Regions from separate parts of the Sus scrofa genome. Here regions 1 and 2 are each linked to region 3. Evidence: chromatin contacts called from public HiChIP or PLAC-seq data. All regions are on one chromosome and are shown on one strand. Each heading gives the region's core, a stretch centred on a gene start, on an enhancer-like site or on the middle of the called end of the contact. The rest is flanking DNA. Distances are from core to core; before and after follow the strand shown.

Region 1 (3,507 bases), core at 963-3,462, 660 kb before region 3:
TGCATCTTGGCCTTGCTCTCATGGCCTCGAGCCTCAGTTTCCCATCTGTGAAATGAGGGGATTTGGACCTGCATTCACTTCCAGTGTGGTGGCTGCGAGTGTGTCAACCCGAGCAAGTTCATGAACCTCTCTGTGCCCTGGTTTTCTCATCTGTAAAATGAATGATAGAGCCACCAACAGCACTGGGGCTGAAGAGCAGTGGCTGCCGCACTGGAAGCAGGCAGAGACTGCCACTGTCCTTCTAGCCCCTACTGTCCTCCAGGCTGCCCCACCCCCATCTCATTCCCCTGCCAACCCTGGCCTGTCCTCACAACCCCAGGCCCACCTGCAGATCAGGGCCATCCCAAGCTGTCCGGAGGTTCCACCACCCCCGAGTCACTCTCATTACAGGTCACCAGTTCTTCAGGGGTGTCTAGCTGTCTTCTTGGTTTTGCATCCACTGCAGTACCAGCTCAGAGCCAGGTATTAAGTGGTGCATAATTGATACATGCAGATTGAAGAAGGGAGTCAATTGGCCCTGAGTCAGGGAGAGTTTTGCCAGGGCGGTCCTGGAGAAGCAGCTTCCTTAGGAAGGAGAGCAGGTGCGATTGTACAGCCAACATGGCCAGGTATGGTTGGGTAGGTTGTTTACTGCACAACAAGGCTCCATGTGATGGGGGATAAAACCCAGTGCATTTGTCTCTTTCCGAGTCATGGGACCATTCTCATTGGCTATATCTTCCCAAAGAGCTGCTTTGTACTTTTTTCTTTTCCTTTTATCTTTTTAAAAAATTTTATTTCTTTTCTCTATGGCTTCACCTGAGGCACATGGAAGTTCCCAGGCCAGGGATCAAACCCACCCCTCTGTAGTGACCTGAGCTGCTGTGGTTGGAGTCTTAACCCACTGCACCCCAGCGGGGACGCCTCTTTTTTTTTTCTTTAATAAGCATTTTATTTTGGAATAATTTCAGATTTCTAGCAAAATTGCAGGAACAGTAAGAAAATTCACAATATCCTTCACCCAGTTTCCCCTTATGTTCACAGCATTTGCATAACCGCAGTGCATTTGTCGAAACTAACACTTGGTACAATACCGATATCTAATTTCAGATTTGTTTTGGATTTTGTAACTTTTTCCACTAATTTTTTTTCTCGTTCCAGGATCTAATCCAAGATCCCACATTACACTTAGTGCATTGTTTTTGTTAGATTAACACGGAGGTTGCCCTGTAGGGTCGTGGTGGTTGGGAAAAGAATGTGGATTTGGGGGAGTAGCCAGAACGAAGTCCTTCGGTGTGGCCTGTGTGGCACCCGGGGTGGGTCATCGGGGGACACTTGGCCTCCCTGACCCCAGCTGGGTGCCGCGAAGTGCCTTCCACTGCCTCAGCTCCACCCGTGCAGAGCACAGATGTTTGTTGGCAGGTTTTAATCATTGGCTGGCCAAGTGCTGGCGCAGGTCCGTGGAGAGACTGCATTTCCCTTTCTGCAAAAGCCATTTTCAGCAACGCTGTAGCTTGTGTGTAAGCTTCTGGAAGGTTCAGCTCCAGGTGCCCCCAGGGCAGGGAGTGGGAGGGGTGCTGGGCGCCCAGCACCTGGCACTCCACACCCTTCTACTGGTTTCCCAGTTTGTCCTGCGTGAGTCTGGGGTGGGTGACTGGTGGCTCTGCCCATCCCCTCCTGCCCCTTGTCCCTGGAGCTGGAAGGGCGCTGGGCGTGGAGAGCAGTGGCGGCGAAGAGAAAGAGCAGGTGAACTTGGAGCCCGGGGCAAGGGTCCAGGGCTGCTCAGACCCTGAGTCTCCCTGAGGCCAACGGGGCGCCCTCGCCCTCCCCACCTGCTACAGAATTCAGGCTCTGTGTCCAGACTGCAGCTGGGGTGAGGGAAGAATGTGGAGGCCCCTAGCCTCGGGGTTGATTTCAGGCAGGGCTTTCCTAGTCAGCAAACTGATTTCTCAGAGCCTCTGTTTCAGCATTGTTAAGATGGGCCACAATTCCGGAGACCTGGGGGGCCTCCAGCGCGGGGCCTGGCTGGCCTGGGCGCTGCCTTCTGTTTCCCCTTCTCCATCAGCTGATCCCCACCTCCCTTTCTGCCTCATCCCCCCATCTCCCTCCACATTCAAGGGGTCCCACACTGGCCCCGCTGCTTGGCCAGGCTGTCCCCTCTGGCCGGTCCTCTCTCTGACACCAGCTTTCAAGTCCTGGCTTGAACGCCACTTCGCAAGCGCCAGCTCACCCTCTGTGTGATTCTGTGGTCCCCTCCCTGTCAGTCTTCCGTGGCCCCATCACTTCCTGCCCCGTTTTATGGACACCTGTGATGGGACTGTATCTTCCACCGGGACCTGCTGTAGTACCACTCACATCCTGGACTCATCAGCACCCAGTACAGTGCCTGGCACACCGTAGGTGCTCATTAAATGCTTATTGCTTAGAATTGAGGTGAGCTACGTCTTTGGAAGCCTCGAGTTCTCAAAGAACAGCTCTGGCCCTGCCCTTGGGAGGAAGCCTCCAGCTGAGAGGGTCCCCAGGTCTCCGGTTGGTGCTCCAGAGCAGGGATGCCCAGGGTAGGGCTCTGCCCAGCACCTGACAGCCACCCCACCCTCCGGTGGTTCTGCCAGACCGCATGCTCCGCCTTCTGCAAACGGCCGCGGGGGCAGCAGCTTGGGTAAGTTCCCCTTCCGCTTCCTCCTGCCTCCTGTCCCGCTGCTGCTGCTGCTCCTCGCTCAGGGCCCCCCTCCAGGCTCTCCACAGCCCCGGTGCCTGCAGAAGCGCTCCGCGCCCCCAGCTGTCACCACCACCGCCTCCCAGGCCTCAGACGCCATGCAGGCCATCAAGTGTGTGGTGGTGGGAGATGGGTAGGTACCTGGTGGGACTTGCTCCCAGCTCCCTCCTGGGGGAGCCCTGAGGCCCTCCCCCTCCCCACGCCCCTGGGAGGCGGCTTCCCCTGCCCTGCAGATCCAGGGTCCCTGGGAGGCAGCTGGAGGAACCACTCCCTTTTTCTCCCAGGGCCCAGAGGGAACCTCAGGACAGTGAGCTTCACCCTCGCTGCCCACCTCACCCCGGAAGCTGCCTGGGTTGAGGGTACAGGACTGAACTCGGGTGTGCCCGGGGCCCCTCACCTGCACCCCGAGACCTGGGGCAGGTCTCCCATGCACCCTCAGTCTTAACTGTGGATGCCGGCAGGGGGTGGTCCCCAGGCTGGCTTGGGCTCTAGTCACTGGCTTGCACTGCTGTGTGGCCTTGGGTGAGTCACAATGCCTCTCTGAACAGCTCTGTTGTCTGCAAAGAGGCCCTTGATGCCAGGTCACTTGGGATGTTCTGAGTGTTGGTCCTGTGCCTATACGCTCAGTCAAGAGCGCCTCTCACCCCCAGGCCTGCCTGGCTGGGGAGGGTGTGGGTGGATGTGGGGGAGGAGGTGGGGGGAGGGGTGAGAGAGGCCCCGCTGGGAAGGAGGAGAGAAGGGTGGCGGGTGAGCTGATCAATGCGGGCCAGGCTCCGCTGAGGGGGCTCCTCGGCTGTCAGATCTCAGGGACC
Region 2 (3,492 bases), core at 55-2,554, 690 kb before region 3:
TGGGGAGGGGAGCCAGGAGGTGGGGAGGGGTCCTGCCCCAGCAGGACGGTGTCCCTCTCTTGGCCTCCTTTGTTCCATCTGTAAATGGGGGTTGTTGAAACTAATGCCTGCTTCTCTAGCTGTGTTCCCCTGAAACCCTGGGGTGAGGGGAGGCCCAGTGGGCGGGGTCGGACTGCCTTGTATGAGGGTTCTTTTGTTCCCAGACTAGGAGTCGAACCGGAGCTGCAGATGCCAGTCTACACGACAGCCACAGTAACACCAGATCTAAGCCACGCCTGCAACCTGCACCTCAGCTCACGACAACGCCAGATCCTTAACCCCCTGAGTGAGGCCAGGGGTCGAACCCACATCCTCACGGATACTAGTCAGGTTTGTTGCTGCTGAGCCACAACGGGAACTCCTGTGTGAGGTTTTGTTTGAAGGTAGGGTTCTGCTGCACATTATCTGGACCTGGGGAACCGAACTGCTCCAGGCAGCCCTTGTCCTCAGGAATTCCAGGCCATGCTGGAATATTCTGAGAAGGACTTGGGCCCTCTTCTCTCCTCCTCACGGAAACACAACGGAGTCCCGTCCGCCCCTGTACCCACTCTGCAGCCTCCTTTCCTTCCCCTCCAGACACATGGTCCTGCTGACCGGGCAGGGGCCCGGCCACGGTCCCCGGCTGCTCATTCCTGGGCCCCTCCACTGGCAATCAGTGGTGTCCTCAGCCGCCCCAGAGGCCACCGTCCCCCACCAGAGGCCAAACTGGGGCTGCAGGGTGCTTTTGCCACCCGGACACTTATCATCCTCACGGATGTCACCGTCTTTGACACAAGCTATCTTTCGCGTCCCACCTCCGGACCTTTGCACTGGCTATTCCTTCGTCTGGAATATTCTTTCCCCAGAAACCCACACGGATCCTTTCCTCCCTCCTTCAAGCCTCGGCTCAAACAGTGTCTCCTCTTGAGGTCTTCTCGGCCACCTGTCCCATCTTCCTCATCTCACCGTGCCGCTCATCCGGCTTGTCACCTCCCGACCAAGCACACGCACACTCGCACTGTCTGTCTTCCCCCTAGAACATAATAAGCTCCTGAGGGTGAGGGGAGCCCCCGCTTCGTTCGCTGGACTCCCGGCCCCTGGAACACAGCTTGGCACCAAGCCCGAGCGCCTAGACCTCTGTTTTCTGCTCCTGCCTGTCCCATCTGGCTTATATCTATGTACACACTGATTGCTGTGAGGCCAGCACCGTTATCCCCATTCTACAGAACAGGAAACTGAGGCCCAGACAGGTCGGCCCAGACGCTTACCTGGGTGGCACAAGTCCATTCTGAAGCCCCCCCGGGGAAGGGCGGCCCGGGCTCCAGGGGCCTGCTGACCCAGCTGCAGCTCGGCTGCTCAGGCAGAGATGTGTCACCTCAGCTAGAGCAGGCCCCTTCCCGTCCGCCCGCCCCGCCCAGCCCCTGTGTGGGGAGGAAGTCCTGTCCTGCCTGGGTTCTGGGGCTCTGGGGCTCTGGTACGTAGGCTCTTGACGTAACAGCACTTCCTAAAACCAGTTCTGCGTACTGGGGACTCTTTGCATGTTGGGGGTGGACGAGGGAGGGATAGAAGGACACGGGGGGCGGGGGATAAAAAGAGAAAGATGGTGCGACAGAGAGAAACATGCAGACACACCCCCCCGAGGAAGATGCTTATTAGAGCACAGATCCTTCTCCAGCGGGACCATGGGCACTTACTCAGCAACCTCCCTGCCCTTCAGCTGAAGGGTCACTCCACTTGAACAGTCCAAGCGGAGCCCCCTAGGTCCCACCCCACAAGCTCTCTTTCATCAACCCTCCCTTGATCAAGGAAAAATTAATCCAGTGCTAGCAAAGGCTCTGCCTCCCCTCAATGAAATGCTTGGCTTTTGCCTGTCTAGTGATTGGTCAGGCCAGATGTTCAGTTTCCCTTTTCCCCCAGGTTGCTGGGAAGCTCAGTCAAATCCAAAGTGCCTTGACGACTGTTCTGTTGTAACAGACAGACGTTGAGGCCAGACAGCAGGGTGATTCAGCTCTGCCACTCAGGGCCTGGGTGAACTTGGGTGAGTCACTTATTGGCAATGAGCCTCAGTTTGCTTACCTGTAAAAGCTGAATACTAATTCTCACCTCGGGGTTATGAAAAACATGGGGGACATAATGCATGTAAGATGCATGAATAGTCAATAAACACTATCTTCTTTCTCTTTTAGGTTTCAATTTTCTTTGGGGGTTAAAATTTACAATTCGACTGCTTGTGTCTTTTTTTAATTTTTTTTGGCAAGCTGATTCAAATCCTTGGTGGAAAAAAGTACAGTGTGAAGAAATATTTATAGGGGTTCCCTTGTGGCCTAAGGATTCGATGTTTTCACTGCTGTGCCTCAGGTTCTATCCTTGGCCTGGGAATTTCTGCATGCCGTGGGCATAGCCAAAAATGAATAAATACTTCAAAAGAAGAAATATCTAGGAGGTCCTATTGTGGCTTAATGGTAAAGAACCCGAACAGTGTGCATGAGGATTTGGGTTCAATCCCTGGCCTCGCTCAGTGGGTTAAGGATCTGGCCTTGCCAGGAGCTGTGGTGTAGGTCACAGAAACGGCTTGGATCCCAGGTTTTTGTGGCTCTGGCTCAGATCTTGCGTGGCTGTGGCTCTGGCGTAGGCCGGAGGCTACAGCTCCGATTTGACCCCTAGCCTGGGAACTTCCATGTGCTGCAGGTGCGGCCCTAAAAAGACGAAAAAAAGAAAAAAGAAAAAGAAACATCTATAAATTCACTGCTCCTTCCTTGTCACTTTGTGGCACATATTGTGTATTCATCTGTTTTCCCACCAGTCTCAAAGCCCAGGAGGACAAGGGCCCTCTGTGTCCTGTGCTTGGTAAATGCTGGGGGCCCATGCGGGTGTATGAATGTGCAATAAATGAACGAATGGACGAACGAATGAATGAAGGGCACCCAGGGGAGGGGGTGAGGTTGATGCAAGAGCTGGCTACAACGGCCCCCCGTCCCGGTATCCACACCCCTCTGCCCTGTGATGCAGTCGCTCTTCTTATGGAGAGGTGGCATCTATTTCTCTTCCCCTTGCGTCTGGACTGGGCTGTGTCTTTCCCTGATGGCTAGAACGTGGCAGAAGTGAGGTTACATGACTTTCAAGGTGAGGCCTTAAGAAGCCCTGTGGCCCAGCTGTCTGGGCTGGCCTGCTGAGGATGGAGACACACAGAGAAGAGAAAACTGAGGCCCCTTCCTGGGACACGCGCGACCAAGTCGGAACTCGAGTTCCTGGCCAGCTCAGGACCAGAGGCCGGGCTTACTCACTCCTGGTGGAGTTTTCAGGATTCTTCATCCCTGCCCCCAGCCCCCAACCCCTGCCTGCCAGTGCTGCCTACCTTGAGGTTATTTCTTAGGCATCTTGTTGACATTCTTTTCATGGTAAACTAGAAATTTTCTCAGCCTATCTGGGCTGGAGGCACAAAAGCCCATTTCCTGGGTCATTTCAAAAAGAAAA
Region 3 (3,664 bases), core at 890-3,389:
TCTCTTGGGTCAGAGTTTAATCATCTTTTCTACATTTGGGCCCTGACCTCCCCGCCAGCCCCAGATGGAGAAGGACCCGGCGTGTCCGTCTCCTCACATTGGGTGTCTGGGCTTGGGTGGGAGATCGTGCCTTCTTTCTCTCCCAATGGACACCTCTGCAGCCGCTTTCTGCCTATCCCACTATCCAGTCTCCACGGGCAGCTGGCATGACCCACCTTCTGCTAGACCAGAGCATCCCTCCCTCCATCCCGCCCCCCTTTAAAATCCTTCGGTCGCTTACCTTTATGCTGAGGATAAAATCACACACTGTTCCATGACCTGCACGTTTCCAGATGGCAGCTTACTCTTTCTGGGTCATGCACAGGCTCTTTTCTGCCTTGGACCTTGTCACCTGCTGTTCTCTGGTGCCGGGGACACATCTCCCCTAGATCTTTACCAGCCCGTGTCCTCAACAAACCACCCTTCTGAGTAACCTGGTCATGCCCTCATTCACTCTCTCCCTGGCCACGTGCCTGGTACTATTCCAAGATCTTACGCTAACTCATTTAATTCTCACCACAGCCCCCTGGCATAAAAAGAAAAGCATGACGGCTGGAGCTGAGTGAGAAGAAAATGGCAGAATATAAAGATGAAGGGTAGTGAAGGACCAGACAGGCCACGAGAAGACATTTGCATTTCACTCCAAGTACATAATGGGAAGCTGATGGAAGGCTGTGAATAGATTGCTTTGACCACCCTGACAAGAAGGAACCCTAGAAGGACAAGAGTGGACACTGGGAGTCCAAGCATGAAGCTGGAGATGATGGGGGAAAGTGGCAGCGTTCAAGATTTTTCTTTTCTTTTTTCTTTTTTTTTTTTTTTTTTTTTTTTTTTTTTTTTTTTTTTTTTTTTTTGGCTGCACCTGCAGCATGTGCAAGTTCCATGACCAGGGATCAAACTCGCACCACAGTAGGGATCTGAGCCACAGCAGCAACCATGCCGGGTTCTTAACCCACTGTGCCACCAGGGAACTCCAAAATGTATTTTGAAGAATAAAGAGGACTTATTGAAGGACTGAATGTGGTGGAAAAGGGAAAAGGAACTACCAGTGATGACTACCACATTTTGCAATGAGCACCATTCCATGGGTACCATGAACAAAAATTAGAAAAACTAGAAGATGAGGAAGATGAACAGATCAGGAAAGAACTGTGGAAACACATGCTGCTATTACCATTTGCATTTTACAGGTGAACAAGGTTTAGAGAGATCTAGAACCTATCCAGGTTCTCCCGACTAGTAAGTGGATTCTTCAGTATTTTCACATACATTTATTTTTACCTTCACTGTACCCTCTTATTTTCATCTTCAATTTACAGATAAGGAAACTGAGACCCAGAGATGTGAGGGCTACACAGCTAGTAAGTGGCATGGCCGTGACCAGTTATCAGATCTAATAGCAGATTTATTTTCCAATAAAGAAGACATGCTGAGAGACTGATAAGGAAACTTGGGAGACCAGGTAGAAAAAAATCTGAGGTTTGAACAAAAATCACATGCTCAGATTTTCTTTTAATGTTTTGAAATTCCCCAATAAGACTCCAGAACAAACTCGGTAAGCTGGGAGTTTCTAAAAGGACAGCACCGTACAAGGAGATCCTGCTGAATAGCATTGAGAACTATGTCTAGATACTCATGTTGCAACAGAACAAAGGGTGGGGGAAAAAATGTAATTGTAATGTATACATGTAAGGATAACCTGACCCCCTTACTGTACAGTGGGAAAAAAAAATGAATAAATAAAATAAAATAAAATAAAAAATAATATGTAAAAATGCCATTGTAGGAAAGTGGTTCCTGAGTCACCACTTCAGAATCACAGCTGCTAATAAAAATGCAGGTTCCTGGGCTCCATGGACGTTAGACCCAAAATCTACATTTTTTTCAAATTAACACTCCAGAAATCTTTGTCGAATTATAAGGTTTGACAACCGTAGAGGTATGGTTTAAACCCAGGCAGCCACCCTCCACACTAGCAGTGTGATCTTACGAGGTCACTTTGCATCTCCTGGCCTCAGCTTCCGAAACCGTGAAAAAACCAGGAATCACGACAAAATCTGCCTGAGACGCTCGACCTCCCCCTAGCGGGGAGAATCGAAACACACCAGCGCTAAAAGAAGGTAGGAGCCTGGGGTCGTTGCGGGACACAGAGAGGCCGAAGCGTCCCGCGAGGCATTGTGGGACATAAAGGCGCTGTCAGCCACTCGCCACCTCCAGCTTCAACTGAGAGCCGCCACGTTTTAAAAAACTTGAACGCCTTCTCGGAGCGTCCCCGGATACCCCATGACGTAACGGCAAACATCCTCTGGAGTCTTGCAGCCTCGGAGGCTAATAAGAACACCTCGAAAAGAACACCGATATACTTCCGGGTGTGCCTTCACTTTACGACTCGTGCGTTCCGCCGCCGAACCGGAAGGAAGCTGGCGAGCTATTTACGACATAGCGGGTCGTGTTTACGGCACCGGCCGCTGCGCGCGCATCTCTCCTCCTTTCCCGATTCCTTGAAACGCAGGCTGTGGCGCGGTCTCCGGCCTGCACTATCTCTCGCCATCGGGGCCGGCTAAAGCCGTTGCGGGTGAGTGTCGTGTTCCGTACGGTCCTGCGGATCTCCGGAGCCGACTTGGGCTGCGCCTGGCCTTCCGGGGGGGCTTACCGGAAGAGACCTCTGTACACCCCCTCCTGCTGCCGCTGTCCTTCCACGGGCGGGACAGGTATCGGCCTTCGGGGCCGGACCCAGTGCGGGATGCCGGGCAGTTCCCTGAGGTTGTGGTCCCTGGCCCCAGATAACGCTTAGCGGCCAGGGGGTGGGCGAATGTGATCATATTACTTAACCCAAGTGGGTCTCAGGATCTTTTTAAAGTGGCCCATGGCTCCCTGAGTTTTTATGAGTGAGGTATTGGGGGTGCCAAACCGAGCGGTGTTCGGCCCTGCTCTGAGGAGTTCACAGTCCAAGTTCTCTTACTTTTGTGTGAAATGGAAGTCTAGGATGGAGTAGCGTGATGTCTGATCTGAAACTCCCTACTTTCCAGCAATTGGTGACCGCAGTGGCCGCGAAAACGTACACAGTACTGGGGCCTGCCGGCCACAAGGCCGCCTCTGACTGCCCTGTTGGTGCCTCCTCATCCTGCCTCTGTAGCCAGTACAGCTGTCACTCCCTTTTAACTGAAAGGCTTAGTTTCTCCTGCTGGTTCCATTCTGCTCATTCTTAGATTACGTGTGTTGAAACCAGGTGACTTCTGCCCCCTGGAGAAATGCTGTCAAACCTTGGGCCTGTTTTCCATGAGCTCTGCCAAAACAAGGAGACTTTTTTTTTAAGTGTGTTTGGAGATACTGCCTTCTTGATACGGCCTGAAACCCCAGATCTTTTCAGACTGCTTTTCAGCTATAAAATCATGGGAAGAGCCTTGGACTTGGGCAGACAGCCTTAGAAATCAAATCCATTTTGAAATGATGGGCAGATCAACTGCTCGATTTGGCAGAACTGCCCATTTTTATCCCTAAAATGGGGGGAGAGGAGGTGGGGGGTTAGTGGTGTAGCATCTGACATGTTGTAGGAGCTTGAATTGAGACCATCACCCCTTCACCCGGTCCACTTTCTGAAGTACAATTTAAGTTCAAGTTGGAG

Evidence for each region. HiChIP or PLAC-seq counts read pairs in DNA pulled down with a chosen protein or histone mark.
Region 1: an H3K27ac HiChIP or PLAC-seq map of alveolar macrophages shows a contact between it and region 3. The contact joins the promoter of RAC2 here to the promoter of EIF3D in region 3. A contact is called at or near these places in 6 of 47 Hi-C or Micro-C datasets (embryonic fibroblasts, heart right ventricle, psoas muscle and 3 more) and 2 of 2 datasets of contacts at active chromatin or transcription factors (alveolar macrophages and skeletal muscle).
Region 2: a contact with region 3 is called in an H3K27ac HiChIP or PLAC-seq map of alveolar macrophages. The contact joins the promoter of CYTH4 here to the promoter of EIF3D in region 3.

What each region holds. Positions count from the first base shown.
Region 1 is chr5:10,551,774-10,555,280 of Sscrofa11.1, forward strand. It overlaps RAC2 (ras-related C3 botulinum toxin substrate 2), which reads left to right and starts at 2,213. Exons shown (of 7, transcript XM_013997536.2): 1 at 2,213-2,638. The coding sequence starts at 2,529.
Region 2 is chr5:10,520,279-10,523,770 of Sscrofa11.1, forward strand. CYTH4 (cytohesin 4) reads right to left here and starts at 1,305. Exons shown (of 13, transcript NM_001144121.1): 1 at 1,287-1,305. The coding sequence starts at 1,305.
Region 3 is chr5:11,211,173-11,214,836 of Sscrofa11.1, forward strand. It overlaps EIF3D (eukaryotic translation initiation factor 3 subunit D), which reads left to right and starts at 2,140. Exons shown (of 15, transcript NM_001244723.1): 1 at 2,140-2,614.